4 separate regions of the Mus musculus genome follow, and all the other regions are linked to region 3. A link is a contact called in public Hi-C and promoter capture Hi-C data. All regions are on one chromosome and are shown on one strand. Each heading gives the region's core, a stretch centred on a gene start, on an enhancer-like site or on the middle of the called end of the contact. The rest is flanking DNA. Distances are from core to core; before and after follow the strand shown.

What was found. Promoter capture Hi-C pulls out the DNA fragments that hold promoters and counts their contacts. Hi-C and Micro-C count contacts between places; a contact is called where the count stands out from the background.
Region 1: a promoter capture Hi-C map of pre-B cells shows a contact between it and region 3, with 4 times the contacts expected there. The contact joins the promoter of Tut7 here to the promoter of Rnf44 in region 3. A contact is called at or near these places in 1 of 39 promoter capture datasets (pre-B cells) and 1 of 484 Hi-C or Micro-C datasets (CD4 T cells).
Region 2: a contact with region 3 is called in a Hi-C map of CD4 T cells, with 5 times the contacts expected there. The contact joins the promoter of Tpmt here to the promoter of Rnf44 in region 3.
Region 4: a contact with region 3 is called in a Hi-C map of regulatory T cells, with 8 times the contacts expected there. The contact joins the promoter of A830005F24Rik here to the promoter of Rnf44 in region 3. A contact is called at or near these places in 2 of 39 promoter capture datasets (liver and pre-B cells) and 1 of 484 Hi-C or Micro-C datasets (regulatory T cells).

The regions. Positions count from the first base shown.
Region 1 is chr13:59,821,470-59,824,734 of GRCm38.p6, reverse strand. It overlaps Tut7 (terminal uridylyl transferase 7), which reads left to right and starts at 1,625. Exons shown (of 27, transcript NM_001373962.1): 1 at 1,625-2,102; 2 at 2,625-3,175. The coding sequence starts at 2,656.
Region 2 is chr13:47,041,465-47,044,615 of GRCm38.p6, reverse strand. Tpmt (thiopurine methyltransferase) reads left to right here and starts at 1,399. Exons shown (of 9, transcript NM_016785.2): 1 at 1,399-1,512; 2 at 3,037-3,151. The coding sequence starts at 3,093. It overlaps Kdm1b (lysine (K)-specific demethylase 1B), which reads right to left and starts at 1,117. Exons shown (of 21, transcript NM_172262.3): 1 at 946-1,117.
Region 3 is chr13:54,686,040-54,689,284 of GRCm38.p6, reverse strand. It overlaps Rnf44 (ring finger protein 44), which reads left to right and starts at 1,477. Exons shown (of 11, transcript NM_001146026.1): 1 at 1,477-1,791.
Region 4 is chr13:48,512,132-48,515,298 of GRCm38.p6, reverse strand. It overlaps A830005F24Rik (RIKEN cDNA A830005F24 gene), which reads right to left and starts at 1,729. Exons shown (of 2, transcript NR_165458.1): 1 at 1,670-1,729; 2 at 460-1,165. It overlaps Zfp169 (zinc finger protein 169), which reads left to right and starts at 1,863. Exons shown (of 5, transcript NM_026450.3): 1 at 1,863-2,004.

The DNA of each region.
Region 1 (3,265 bases), core at 376-2,875, 5.1 Mb before region 3:
TTCAATCAGGTCTCCTTAAGGGCCAAGCTTTGCCATTGGTTTTTCCCCTAGAGTACTTTCTAATGTACCTTCGTCCTTTCTGAAGGGTGTGTGTGTGTCCTTGTGTGTGTGTGTGTCTGTGTGTGGGCATGCAGGTGCTGGTGGAGTCCACTCGTGTCAGATCCCCTAGGAGACCAGTTATAGACAGCTGTGAGCAACCACCTTGGGTGATGGGAAGTGAAATTTGCTCCTCTGTAAAAGTAGCAAATCTTCTCACCCATTCCCTCAGCCCCCTCATTCTCTTAATACGTCTACATTGCTTGGTGGTCAGAGTCTGATACATGGAACTTTTACTGTCAGTGACAGGAACTCTCAAGTTATATTCAGAACAGCTACTAGCTGTGGGACCCTAGAGAAAGATGGCTTTCTGGGAAGGCTTGTCTGGCCTCAGTGGGAGAGGATGTGCCTTATGATACCAGGGTTGGGCAATGAAGTGGGGGGGGGACACCCTCTCAGAGGTGAAAGGAGGGGTCCTGGGGAAAGGAAGGGGGAGGGGGGAACCAGGATGCAGCATTTGGAATGTAAATACTTTTTTTTTTTTCCGAGACAGGGTTTCTCTGTGTAGCCCTGGCTGTCTTGGAACTCACTCTGTAGACCAGGCTAGCCTTGAACTCAGAAATCCCCAAACCCACACAGCAAGAGGAAACTGACAAAACAAGTTGGTTGTAGAATATCAACCATTTAGCTATGTCTCTTTTGCTTTTTAAATTTCAATTGTATTCCTTTCTTCCTGAACTAGTAGGATTGAGTTAGTATTTATTTACAGTTTTAAAGACAGTTTCTTGGAATAGCAAAGGCTGTATGCATTCTTCACTTTAAGACTGTTGGCTAAAGAACCCAATGGATTTAAATTTATACTTTGTAGAGGTAGAAATGAAAACTGCCTTATTTTTTCCAGCACTTCTATTCATTAGTTGCTTGAGGCTTTCAAGGCATGTAGGACACTTTAGATAACAATGAATGTTCAATTAGAAAAAAAAAAAGCAACTCTGTGTTGTTTGCTAAGTTTTTGTTTTTTGTTTTTTTGAGACAGGGTTTCTCTGTGTAGACGTAGCTGTCCTGGAACTCACTCTGTAGACCAGGCTGGCCTCGAACTCAGAAATCTGCCTCCCTCCAAGTGGGATTAAAGGCATGTGCCACCACTCTCCGGCTGTTTGCTAGTTCTTAAAGAAAAAAAAAAGTTGAATCTCTTTCTACCCCCAGGTCGAGCTTAATCCAGAGGTTTAGGCCGCTGAACTTCCTTCAAGGTCGTTCACAAGGCCCTCACTGAAACTTGGAGCCACTCGGAATTATAAAAAGACCCAGCTTCCCGAGCAGCCACAGAGGGGCGTCGGGGGAACCCGAAAGCACTGGGCGACGGATCTCGCAGGTAGCTAGGGAGCAACCCCGGACCTCTGCGCCCGCACCCGCGGCGCGCCCCCGGCGCTGGGAGGAACCTGGGCGGCGCGCGCTTCCGGTGCGCGCTTCCGGCCAGCCGCGGAGCGCGGGGCGGGGACACCGCAGTCTTCCAATCGCGCACAATGAGACGGCGCTGAGCGCCGGAAGTGGGGCTGAAGGAAAACACGGTGAGGAGCCGGGCCCGGACAGGAAGCGGCGGGGGACCGCAGCGGCGCTGGTGAGTGCTCCGGGGCGCCGTCTCGTCGCGTCCCTCCGGGACTCGCCTCCGGGCTGGGCCCGTGGGTTCCCCCCGCCCCCAGAAGCGTATCTGCCCGGCCCCGAGGTACGTTGGCGCCGTCCTTCTCCGGCCGCCTCGGCCCGGCTGTGCGCCCGGAGCCCTCGGGTTCGAGTCCGCGTCTTCACTTTGTGTCGGGGCTCCGGCCCTGGTCCGGGGAACCCCGGAACCCTGTCAATGGCCGGGCGCTTCCTGCTTCCTATTCCCCACGGCGGCTTCGTGGCCAGTAGCGCGGAACCGCCTCCTCCTTCGCCTGGGGACTCCGCTGGTGGAAACTGAGGCACACAGGGGTGGGGCAGCCGAATGGGGAAGGAAAAGGAGTGTCATCCTGCGGAGGATTGTGGTTGGTGACGAAACTGGACTTGTCTGGGGCTGGGGACTGAGAAGTCGGGTAAGTCAGCTGGCGTTGTCCCTTGGTCGGAAGCCTGGACCCTTAGAGCGGTACCTTAGTGGGAAGTGCTGTCCCTTCGCCCAGCGGTCGCGCCGGGTTGAAAAGCGAAGCTTAGAGTGGGGGCTGATCGAAACTGAAATCTGCTCACATAGTTTCGGCTACTTTGATACCTAAAAGTAATTGCCAACTTTAAAAAAAAGAAATAGATTTGGGAGTTTTGTAACAGTGTTGACTTAGGATGTTTACTTTGAAGAGAGGTGCTTTCGTTACATAGAAGTTACTTCTTTAGTTTCTGAGACTATAGAAGTGTCTTCAGATTTAGTCTTTGTATTAAATAAGGACCAGTTTTTATGAACACTGTAACTTCTGGAATGCATTAATTATTAGGAATGTGGTAACAATTTAATTTTTAAATGGGGGAAGATAAAGGCTTCAGGGCACCCGTGTGTTACTTTGAGTATTTGGTATGATATTATTTTACAATTTTGTTTTGTTCCCCCCTCCCCCAATGCCTTCTTTCAGGTACAAAGTAAGAAAGTTGAAGTCAAAGACCATGGGAGATACAGCAAAACCTTACTTTGTGAAGCGCACTAAAGACCGTGGAATTATTGATGATGATGATTTCAGAAGGGGCCATCCCCAACAAGATTATTTAATAATGGATGATTATGCTAAAGGCCATAGCAGTAAAATGGAAAAGGGCCTTCCAAAAAAGAAGATATCACCCGGGAACTATGGGAACACCCCCAGGAAAGGACTGTATGGGGTTTCCAGCAATCCATATGCATTTAAAAACCCAATTTACAGTCAGCCTGCTTGGATGAATGATAACCACAAAGATCAAAATAAAAAATGGCTATCTGATGAACTCGCTGGTAATGCAGACAGCTGGAGAGAGTTCAAGCCCGGACCTAGGATTCCTGTCATAAGCCGCTCAAGGAAGGAATCCTTTCAGGAAAGTGACGATGCCTACAGGTGGCAGGAGGGGAGAGGCTGCAGAGCTGTGAGAAGGCTGTTTCAGAAAGACCTCAGCAGCCTAGAAGCCATGTCAGAAATGGAAGCAGGAAGTCCTGGTATGCCTCAAGTCTCTAGACTGTGTGTCTGTGCTATTTTCTTCATCCAAATAAGTGTTGTTCTTTTCAGTCATGAGCCCTTTAATGTGA
Region 2 (3,151 bases), core at 150-2,649, 7.6 Mb after region 3:
AGATGCCCAAGGTATCCGCTACACCAGCGAACCTGACGGCGCCTCGCTGCCCAAGGTGGGGATCGCAACCTGGGATCCCTCCTCCTGGCCGCGGTGCTCCCACTGCCCCACACAGGAGCCCAGCGTGGGGTTTCTCCTCACCACCACAGAGCGGGAAGGGAAGCCTGGGCCCCTCCTACCAAGCTTTGGGGATTCCCGACCACCCTGAGTGGGGAAGGCAGTCTGGTGTCCCCCCTCCTGGCTGCGGGGTTTCCACGTCCCTGGTGGGAGCACAGTATAGGGTCCCTCCTTTTGGCTACGGGGTTCCCTGGTCCGCAAGTGGGACCGCAGCCTAGGGTCTCTCTTCGCGACTGGCGGGGGGTGGTTTCCACGGCCCCGAGTGGGAGCCCAGAGTGGGGTTCCCTCCTTTGGGCTAAGAGATTCCTACAGTGGGGTAACTCCTCTACGTTAAGGGGCTCCTACAGCTCCGGGTGGGAGCAGAGAAAGGGGTCCTGCCTCCATGTAGATGGGTTCCCTACAGCGCTGGGTGGAATCCCAGAGTAAGACCCCTCCTCCAGGCTGCGGGGTTCCCATAGCCCAGAGTGGAAATCCAGACTGGGGTCCTGTCCACCCGGTCCGCAGCTGGTGCCGGCGCCAGAGTGCCAGGTGCAGCCGCCGCCCAACTCACCTCCGCCCGGCCGAGGCGCAAGCAGCTCCCTGCAGGGTTCCAAGAGAGCGACGAGTGGGAAAGCCCGCGGCGCCGCAACCCCGCAGCCCAGCGCGGGAAGCCCCGGCTTGCACAGGGTCCCCCACGCCACCCCTTCCAAACGCGGGACGCCGGGGAGCCCCGGGGAACGCGCGCGCCTCCAGACCAGGCTCAACACACAGCCGGCCGCTTTGTGCGGAGCTGTCACCCGAAGCCCGCCGCCACCCCCAAGCGCGCCCGCGTGAGGCTCGAGTCCCTACCTCAGAGCGCTGGCCAGGGGGCGAATGCTGCCCTGGGCTGCACCGGGCTGCACCGGACGGCCTGATCCGCACTGCCAGCTGCAGCAGCTCGGCCGCCGCCGCTTCCGCCCCTATCACGCCGTGACCCGGAGTGGGAGGAGCGCACAGGCCCAGGGAGCAGGAGGGTCCCGGCGCTCGCCCCGCCCCGATGATTTCCGCCACTGCGCAATCTCGGCAGCTGCTAAGGGCGGGGCCCTACGCGTTCTGGGCGGAGACCTTGCTTCGGGGCGGGGCTTAGGTTTGAAGGTGGGGCCTGGGCGGCCTGGGTGGGGTCACAGGGTCCTGGGAGGGGCCTGCGCGCCCTGGGCGTGGTCTGCACGCTGGGCGGAGCCTGCGTGTCCTGGGCAGAGTTCTCACGCCCCGGGCAGGGCCTATAGGACCGGAGCCTGGATAATCTTTTCCGGGGTGGGATCAGACCACATTGGGCGGGGCCTTCGCCCCTGGGGCGGGGCCTGTGAGTCCTTGCACAGCTCCCGGCTTACAAAGGCGGGCTAGTGTCTGAGAGGTAAGCAGCTAGCTGCAGCCAAGGTAAGTAAGTTCTCAACCGGTAGTAAAGGCGGTCATCTGCTAAGACTGTGTGAGCCTGTTACAGCGTTTTTTCAGAATGGGGCTCCCGAAAAGCATGGATGACCCAGCTACTTGAGTCCCGAAAAGGGGTTCCGATAACCGCAGCAAAAACTGGGAATAAATGATCAGACTAGAAATGCTTTGAGTCCGATGTATTAAGTAGCCCCTTGCTTAGTGGTGTGTTTCAGATAACAATGTCCACGTGTAAAATACTGAGCCATCCTGGAGATTTGTGGACTTCAGTGAAGTTAGCTTTTCAGTTTAATGAAATTCAAAAATAAAACTAAAGCAGAACCCAAGCATTGTTGTGTACGAGGAAGCTGAGGCAGGAGGATCAGGGCGAGCTAGAGGTCAGCCTGTACTATATAGTGAGTTCTAGATAGACCCTCTGTTAAAAATGAAAAAAAAAAATCCTAGGCAGAAAAAGATGTTTTTTAGGTAGGCATATTGGACGTAAACGTTTGTTAGTGGGAGTTATTGCGGATCTGTCTTTTCTCAACCTTGTACTTTGCACCTTTATTGTTTTTAGAATTTTTTTTTTTCTCAAAAAATGATCAGTGAGCACCACTCTGAGGCGCTGTTACAACAGCTAAGTGGTTGTGTTTAACAGCCCCAGCTTCGGTGAGGTAGAGCTGGGTGGGCTAAAGATCTTTCTTCTGTGTTCAGGAGAGCCCTTGTTTCTGTAGGGCACCTTTGGGCATCACAGCTTCTGATAGAGAGTGGAGATGGGAGGAGAGCGATTCTCTTGCTTTTCTGTATCCACAATAATCCCATACTTCCCTCCGACCTCTCAGAATGCTGGACTCTGCCCCCTGACATGAGCATCAGGGAAAAGCCTTTTGTTAGCAAATACTTGGCTGTGAAGTGCATTTCCGTTCCCAGAGTTGATGGGGATGGTCCTTCTTTAATCCTAAGCACAGAAGCTAAATCATGCAACAACAGGACATTTCCTTACATTACTGCCTTTGTGACATGTTTGCTGGTTCACAGATTCAAGACATATGATCACCAATGATTTAAAGGGCAGGTTGGAACTGTGGAATTTTTTTTTAGTTTTTTTTTTTTTTTCCTTATATGAACGAATGTCTTGCCTGTATTGGATCCACTGCAACGGGGTTACAGACAGCCACGAGACACCTTGTGGTTTCTGGGAATTGCACTGGGTTCTTTTCAAGAACAACAAGTACTCTTAACTACTGCTGGGATTGAAGGCATGCTGCCATTCATATCTTATTTGTTTTTGAGAGAGTCCTGCTACGTAGCCCTGGATGGCCTGGAATCTACTATATAGATCATGTCGGCCTGGAATTTGCAATAACCCTCTTGCCTCTATCTCCCAAGTACTGGGGGCATGTGACGACTCTCCTGTCTTTAATGCTGATATGTGTTTTTAAAGCTATTGCCCTAGGTAGAGGGTTTTGTAGCGTTCATTAATAGAATCACAATGTTCCTGAATGACATCATTGTAGATGTCTTTCCACTTAGGCACTGGAGACACCAACCTCAGAGACAAAAATTGTCTACAACCCGTGGATGGTACCATGTCCCTTGATATGAAAGAGCACCCTGATGCTGAGGTACAAAAGAACCAAGTACTAAC
Region 3 (3,245 bases), core at 228-2,727:
AGCACTTGGGAAGAGGATCAAGAGTTGAGGCTGCCTGAGATAGAGGAGATTATGTTTATAAGCACACAAAAACAATAGTAATACAAAGAAAAATTTAAAAATCTGCCCTCCTTGCTGGGCAGTGGTGGCATAATCCCAGCACTTGGGAGGCAGAGGCAGGTGGATTTCTGAGGCCAGCCAGGGCTATACAGAGAAACCCTGTCTCAAAAAACAAATCTGCCCTCCTGAACAGGTGCACCCTAATGAGAATTCCTGTGTCTTTTCCCAAATCACTTCCCACTGTATGCTGATACAATATTCAGTTGAAATTGATAATATTGTTACACCTTGTTAGTAAATTGGTTTGTTTTTTAAATATTTGGGATTATGGGATGCATCCACAAAGTACAGAGTGTCACCCATCTGTAGCCACAGAGGTTTAACAAATGTTGCCATTTTCTACTGACATCCTGTTCTGGGTTGGTGGACTCTGTAGTAGTCCAGTTACTACAGACCGGCCTAGTAGACATGAGTGCTTTAGGTAATGGTGATGTTCTGCTTATATAATCGATGCAGACACACCATACCCCACTTTGTATGTTTGCCTGGCCGGGGGGGGGGGGGGCATCCTAAGGGGACACCGACGTCTGCCCCCTCTCTCGCCTCAGCTGTGTTACTATCTGGGTGTGTGATATTTTTGTTGCTTGTATTTTGAAGACAAGGTCTCTGTAGCTATGTAGACCAGGCTGTTCTCGAACTATTGATCCGCCGGTCCTGGAGGAGTGACTCTTCTTTCCGGTACAGTGGCTTGCTTGTCCTGATCCCTAGGCTCTCAGTCGTTGAGAAGCTTAGAGAACTAAACTGCAGAAACCTCCCTGGGCCTGGTTCAGGAGATCCCAACTCTTCCCACTTCAGCTGAACTAGAGCCTCTCCACCCCTTTTCCCGGGCCGCGCTAGGGGCGGGGTGCCGAGATGTTTCTGTGACGTCAGCACGCGCAAGACCAATCCCCCTACCCAGGAGACGTTAAATCATTTGCATGGCTCCTCAGTCATTGGTCTCTTCAGCCCTGGGTTGTCCCAGCTGTTTAAAGGCGCCGTCTAACGGAACAGAAAGCGAGCGAGTAGAGAGGCGAGGTGAGCTATGAGGTCATCGCAGGCCTGCCGGGCTTGTGGTGACGTCATCTCCGGGAAGTGTGCTTGCCGAGCTAAGAGCGGTCCTCTCACCTCGGCTGCGTGAGAGGCTGCGTGCCCCACAGAGGCCGCGGCCCTAAGAAGGTAACCTTGACCTGTTAGTGCGTGCCACGGTCCCCGTACCTGGGCTCGCACCGCTCATCACCTGCGACTCGGCCTTGTGGGCTTTGAAGTATGAGGTGGGGGCGAAGAGGCTTTTTTAGCCAGCCTTTCAAGATGGCGACCCGCTAGTCACGTGCCGCCCGCAGGACGCGATTGGCCGACGCGCGGCGCGGGGCGGGGCCTGCGGGGCGGGGCCTGCGGGGCGGGGCGGGTGTCCGCTCTTGCCGCTACTGTTTGCTTGCGCGTCCTGGCGCGCCCCCGCGAGCCGCCTCCCGCGCTGCGCGCCCCCGCCGATCCGAATGTTGTGAATCAAAACGTGGGGCTGGTTCCATCCGGCCGCCGCGGACAGTTCTTAAAGGGCCAGCCCGCCGGAGAGCACAGCTGCGTCCTGCGCCGCCCTTCTCTCGGGCCCGGGCTGGGGAGGCGGAAGACAGAGCAGGCTCGCGAAGGAGCGGGCGCTTCACCGTCCGCACCCCGCATCGCGAACAAAGGAGCCCGCGTGTGGTCGGACGGCTGCCGGTGAGTCGGGCCGGGCCTCTTAACTTCGGACCCGCACCCCGGAACTACGGCTCCCTCGGGGACGCGTTGTTTGCCGGCCTCGTAGGCGTCGATCCCGGGCTGAGGGAGTGGTGGGAGACGGCGGCGGGGCCCCCGGGCCAGGTGCTGCCTGCGGCTACCTAGTCCGGGCCGCTCTTCTGCCTTGCAGAGCGCTGCGGTGGAGGGGAAGGAGCCAACCCCTCCCCCTGCAGCCGCCACTTCCTTTGTTGTTGCTTTTGTCTCACGCCGAGCACATGGTCCGGGATCCTCGGCTCTTAAAGTCACAGCGCTCTAGCCCCAGCGGTGCTGCCTGCCTTTTCCCCTCAGTGTTCCTCCGAGTGCGGCATTACGGAGTAAGGGGAACAACGGAGGCCCCTCCTGAGACAGGTGTACGAGCTTCGGTCCCATCCCCAAGGAGGGGTAGCTTTGGAAAACTGCTGGAGCCCCACGGCCTGCTTTGGGGAGGAGCCTTATCCTCTGGGACTTTGTTTTCCTTCCCCATAATGTGAACACCTAGTTTCTTGTCTGTGGCTTTTTTAGGGGCGCCCTGGGGAGATTTCAGTCTCTATTGTTAATAAGGCTTAGCCGAAACTAAAGGGGTTCTTTAACCAAGGTCACCCAGGGAGTCTAAGCTGGCCAAGGTGTGGTGGTTCCGCCCTAAATCGCCTCCTCGGCCTTTGTGGGAGTTGGGAAGCTCCTACTTAGAGGGAGGTACGGCGAGCATGTAGGGTAGGGGAACTTGTATTCCCACCTAAGCCTGCTCGTCTGCTAGAGGGAGTGAATCTTTCTGCAAACCGACCCTATTCGACTCTACTCAAGGGTTAGAATGTGTGCTTGGGACTCTGTACTTGGCTGGCGGGGTTGTGGACCCATGGGGACAAGAGATAGACTTAGGGGAGTTTACACAAACTTTATGGATAGAGAGCAGTACAGTGAAGAGAGGTGTGGGAAAGCAGTGGTGCTGGTTGACCTTGAGTGTGTTGATTGGTCCAGCTCAGTCACTCTTGCGTCTCTGGGACACTACTCACGCATAAAGATACTACATCTCACACGTGGCTCCTGAAGTACTCTGTAGTTTTCCCTCCGACCACTGTCATTGAGACTACTGGGGCTTTGGGTCTAGGGAACCAGCCAGGAGGACCAATTGTGTTCCCCGTGGTCTAGAACAAGTCCTTGGGGTTTCAGTAACTGAAATGGGTGTGTCCCCTCTTTACCACTTTAGTTTCTGGCAGGAGTTAAAGAACCACCTTTCTGTTCCTCAGGTACACTGCTGGACACCATGCTCGTGCCTCCTTTAGCGCTTAGGGACTTGTGTCTACCTAGGGTAGGGGTGCAGGAGGAGGCCAACCATTCACACCACAGCTGGCCTTCACTTAAGGCTGCCTCTTCTCTTCCCTTTAAAGTAGCCTTTGATGGGTCCCTGAGAGATCGTTCTT
Region 4 (3,167 bases), core at 480-2,979, 6.2 Mb after region 3:
TGGACAGTTTCTGGAGAGACCCTATCTCAAAATGCAAAACAACAACAACAAAATTGAAGCAAGGTGTTGAGCATCCGAACCCGAATCTTCATGCTTGAGCACCATGGCATGCACATTATCCACTGAGACCATCTCCACATGATATTTCTTTTTACTTAATGTATTTTTATTTAATGCATTTTTATTTATTTTTATAAGTATTAATGTGTTTTGCCTGCAGGTAAGTGCACTGTGTGCATGCAGTTGTCTGTAGAGACCAGAAGAGGGCATCTGATCCTTGGAAGTGGAATTCTAAGCAGTTGTGAGCCATCTTATAGATGCTGGGAACTGAACCTGGGTCCTCTGCAAGATTCCCAAGTGCTCTTAACACTCGGTAGCCACCTCTCCAGCGCCTCTCCTTATTTCCTAGTATTATTCTTACTGATTTTATTTTTTCTTTATCTGAACAATATAGACCCATTTTACTGGCATGACATCTTTTAATTGAAAACTTGACATTCCATGTTTTTTGCCTTATCAAGTGTGGCGTGTATCCTAAGTATGCTCAAACTTAAAAAAAAATAAAATGAAGTTACTTGTAAACAATTTGATCTTTTCTAGGCTTAGTTTTGCATTTTCCTAGGTGAAACAAGAAAGGCTCGGGGGCCCCATCTTGTCTTCCTATCAAGATGAAACCATTTCCAGGTATTATGTACAACTCTGAAGGCTTTATGGCCTCATAGGAAGAGGTGTTGTTCCTCACCCCCTTTATTCCCACTGACATTTTTCCCGGGACTTTTCCCTGGGATGGCACAGCTGTGTGTCGCGTGCTGTCAGTGTTCGGTGAACGCCCGAGGAAGGAGCCACTGAACCTCTGTGGATTTCTCTGGTCCTTCGTACTGTCCTTTGAACTGAAGCTGCCTTGGTTTCCCCAGGGCCCCGGCTTCGTCTCAGGTTGACCTCCAGGTCTTGCTCGGGTCTCCCTTCTCTGTTCTGTGCCAGAACGGTTTCTCACCAGGGGAGTTCGCTGCTCACTTCGTTTATTGTCCACATCACTGATATTCCTCCATTGTTTCTGTGTGCAGTGCTTCCCCATCGGTTTCTTAGTCCATGTTGTCCTTTTAAAGCTTGTTTTATGTGGAAGACTGAATCTGGTCCCTGTTGACTTCTGCTGTTTGCCACCTCACTTTAAGAAGCAAATGGGAAATAATTTGAAAATACTGCTCACGTCAAATACTAGAAATACAATTGAAAATTCAAATTCAATTAAATTGAGTTCCGCTCAAATTCCTAGTCTTTTCGCAAAGATTTTTGTCTTTCTGTTACAACCAAGAAGTGTTTTTTTGTATGAGCAAAATAGTTTAAAACATTACACTATGAATATCTTCAAACTTAGTTTGCCCTTGTCTTTTTGTAATCATTTTTTAAAAAAAGTATTATTTTCAAGAAACAACACCCACAGTATCCACACATGCTGCAGTTTAAAACACACGACTCACAGGCACGTAAAAAAGAAAAAAAACAAAACAAACAAACAAACAAAAAACCAACCAAGATTGAATTGGCAGGAGGAAGGCATCTAGATAGCACATCTTTTTTAAAAGAATTGATTAATGAGCTTCCTTAGAAGTACGCAAAGATTACTTCGGTTTGGCTTTTCTGCTTTTTTTCTGTTTCTCTAAGATCTTACCCTGTTGTCTTGCAGTCAATGAAAGAGTCCGGCAGTGCTAGGGAGCCCCTCCTATAGTCTGAAGCTTCGGGTTGCAGCCAAGTCAGCATGGGGTGTCCTGCAGTACGCGGCATTCTGGGTATTGTAGTTCCCCCATCTCTAGCGCTGCGTGGGTAGTGAAGTGCGCGCGCGTCACCCCGGTCGGTGTACTTCCGCATCCTGCAGTCGTCACCTGTGCCTGTGGACGATTCTACTGCGGTTCTGGTGAGCGAAAGTGCAGACGTCCTCGGCTCTTGCAGATCCCTCCAGGCGGGGAAGAGTCCGGAGAGCTGGCGTGGGCCACCCACAAGGTTCAGGTGTCTGCCGCTGCTCCATCCTCGATGCGTGGAGTCTTTGGGAGTGGAATCAGCTTCTCTGCCCATCCCGGAGGAGGGTCTCGGTGAAGACCCTGGGATGGGGAGGGGGCCATGTGAGAACGGGGTTAGGGGTCCACTATCTTGTCCTAAACAAGCTACAGGTCAGTCTGGCCTGCTTCCCAGGCTATGACGCTGTAGGTGTGTCCCCTGTGTTAGTGCCAGGTCAGGGAGATTGGACCTGGGGCATCTAGATGTCACCTTTCCACCCCCGCTCTCTGTTGAGGTTTGTGAGGGATCAGAGCCATCCTCCACAGGAACAAATGTCTGAATTGGTGAGGACAGAAGTCTTGGGGAGCTGCACTCATCATGAATTTGGAAATACAGCTTGGTCGCTTGCCTTGCGGGGAAAACATACAGAATTGCCTGGCTGAATGCAACGGCAAAGACCAAGAGACTAGAGCTAGTCTTGAAGTTTGGAGTCTTGGTGTGTGACAAGGCTTGTGTGTGTGGTGTGTATGTGTGTGCGCGTGCGTGCCTGTGTGTATATGTGTGTAGGGGGGAGTGGGGGTGGCCTTTTTACACATTGTGGGCTAATGACCTTGTGTGGCTCCCTTGAGCTCTGGGATCTTCCAAGAGCCTGGAGTGATGTAATGGGAAGAGACATTTCCCCCATGACCCAGGGCTTGTTGGCTCCCTGAATTTCTGGCGGTGTAGCCTGGTTTCTCCTTTTCTCTTTAGTTCTCTGATCTATATATACAACTCATTTTGATTATATTCACCACTGAAAATTCTGTCCCCAGTCCACCTATCTTTGTGACCTATCTTTCTTTTTTGTTTCAAAACCCTTTAAGACTAACTTATGCTGAATTCAATATTCTTGAATATTTCATTGGATTGTTATTGGCTTACCTCGGGCTATATACTCTTAGAGAAACCCTTCTCCTCCTCTCCCAGCAGCTAGTAATTGCCGTAGCTTGGTACTAGGTATTTGGTGCCGAACTCTTGTCTCTGTGCTGAGATTTGTTCTGGTTTGGGCTTGCACGGGTCTTGTGCATGGTGTTGTAACTGCAGTGAGCTTGTATGTACAGTTGCCCTATTGTCTGTACTGGCTGGTTTTGTGTGTCAACTTGACACAGGCTGGAGTTATCACAGAGAAAGACGCT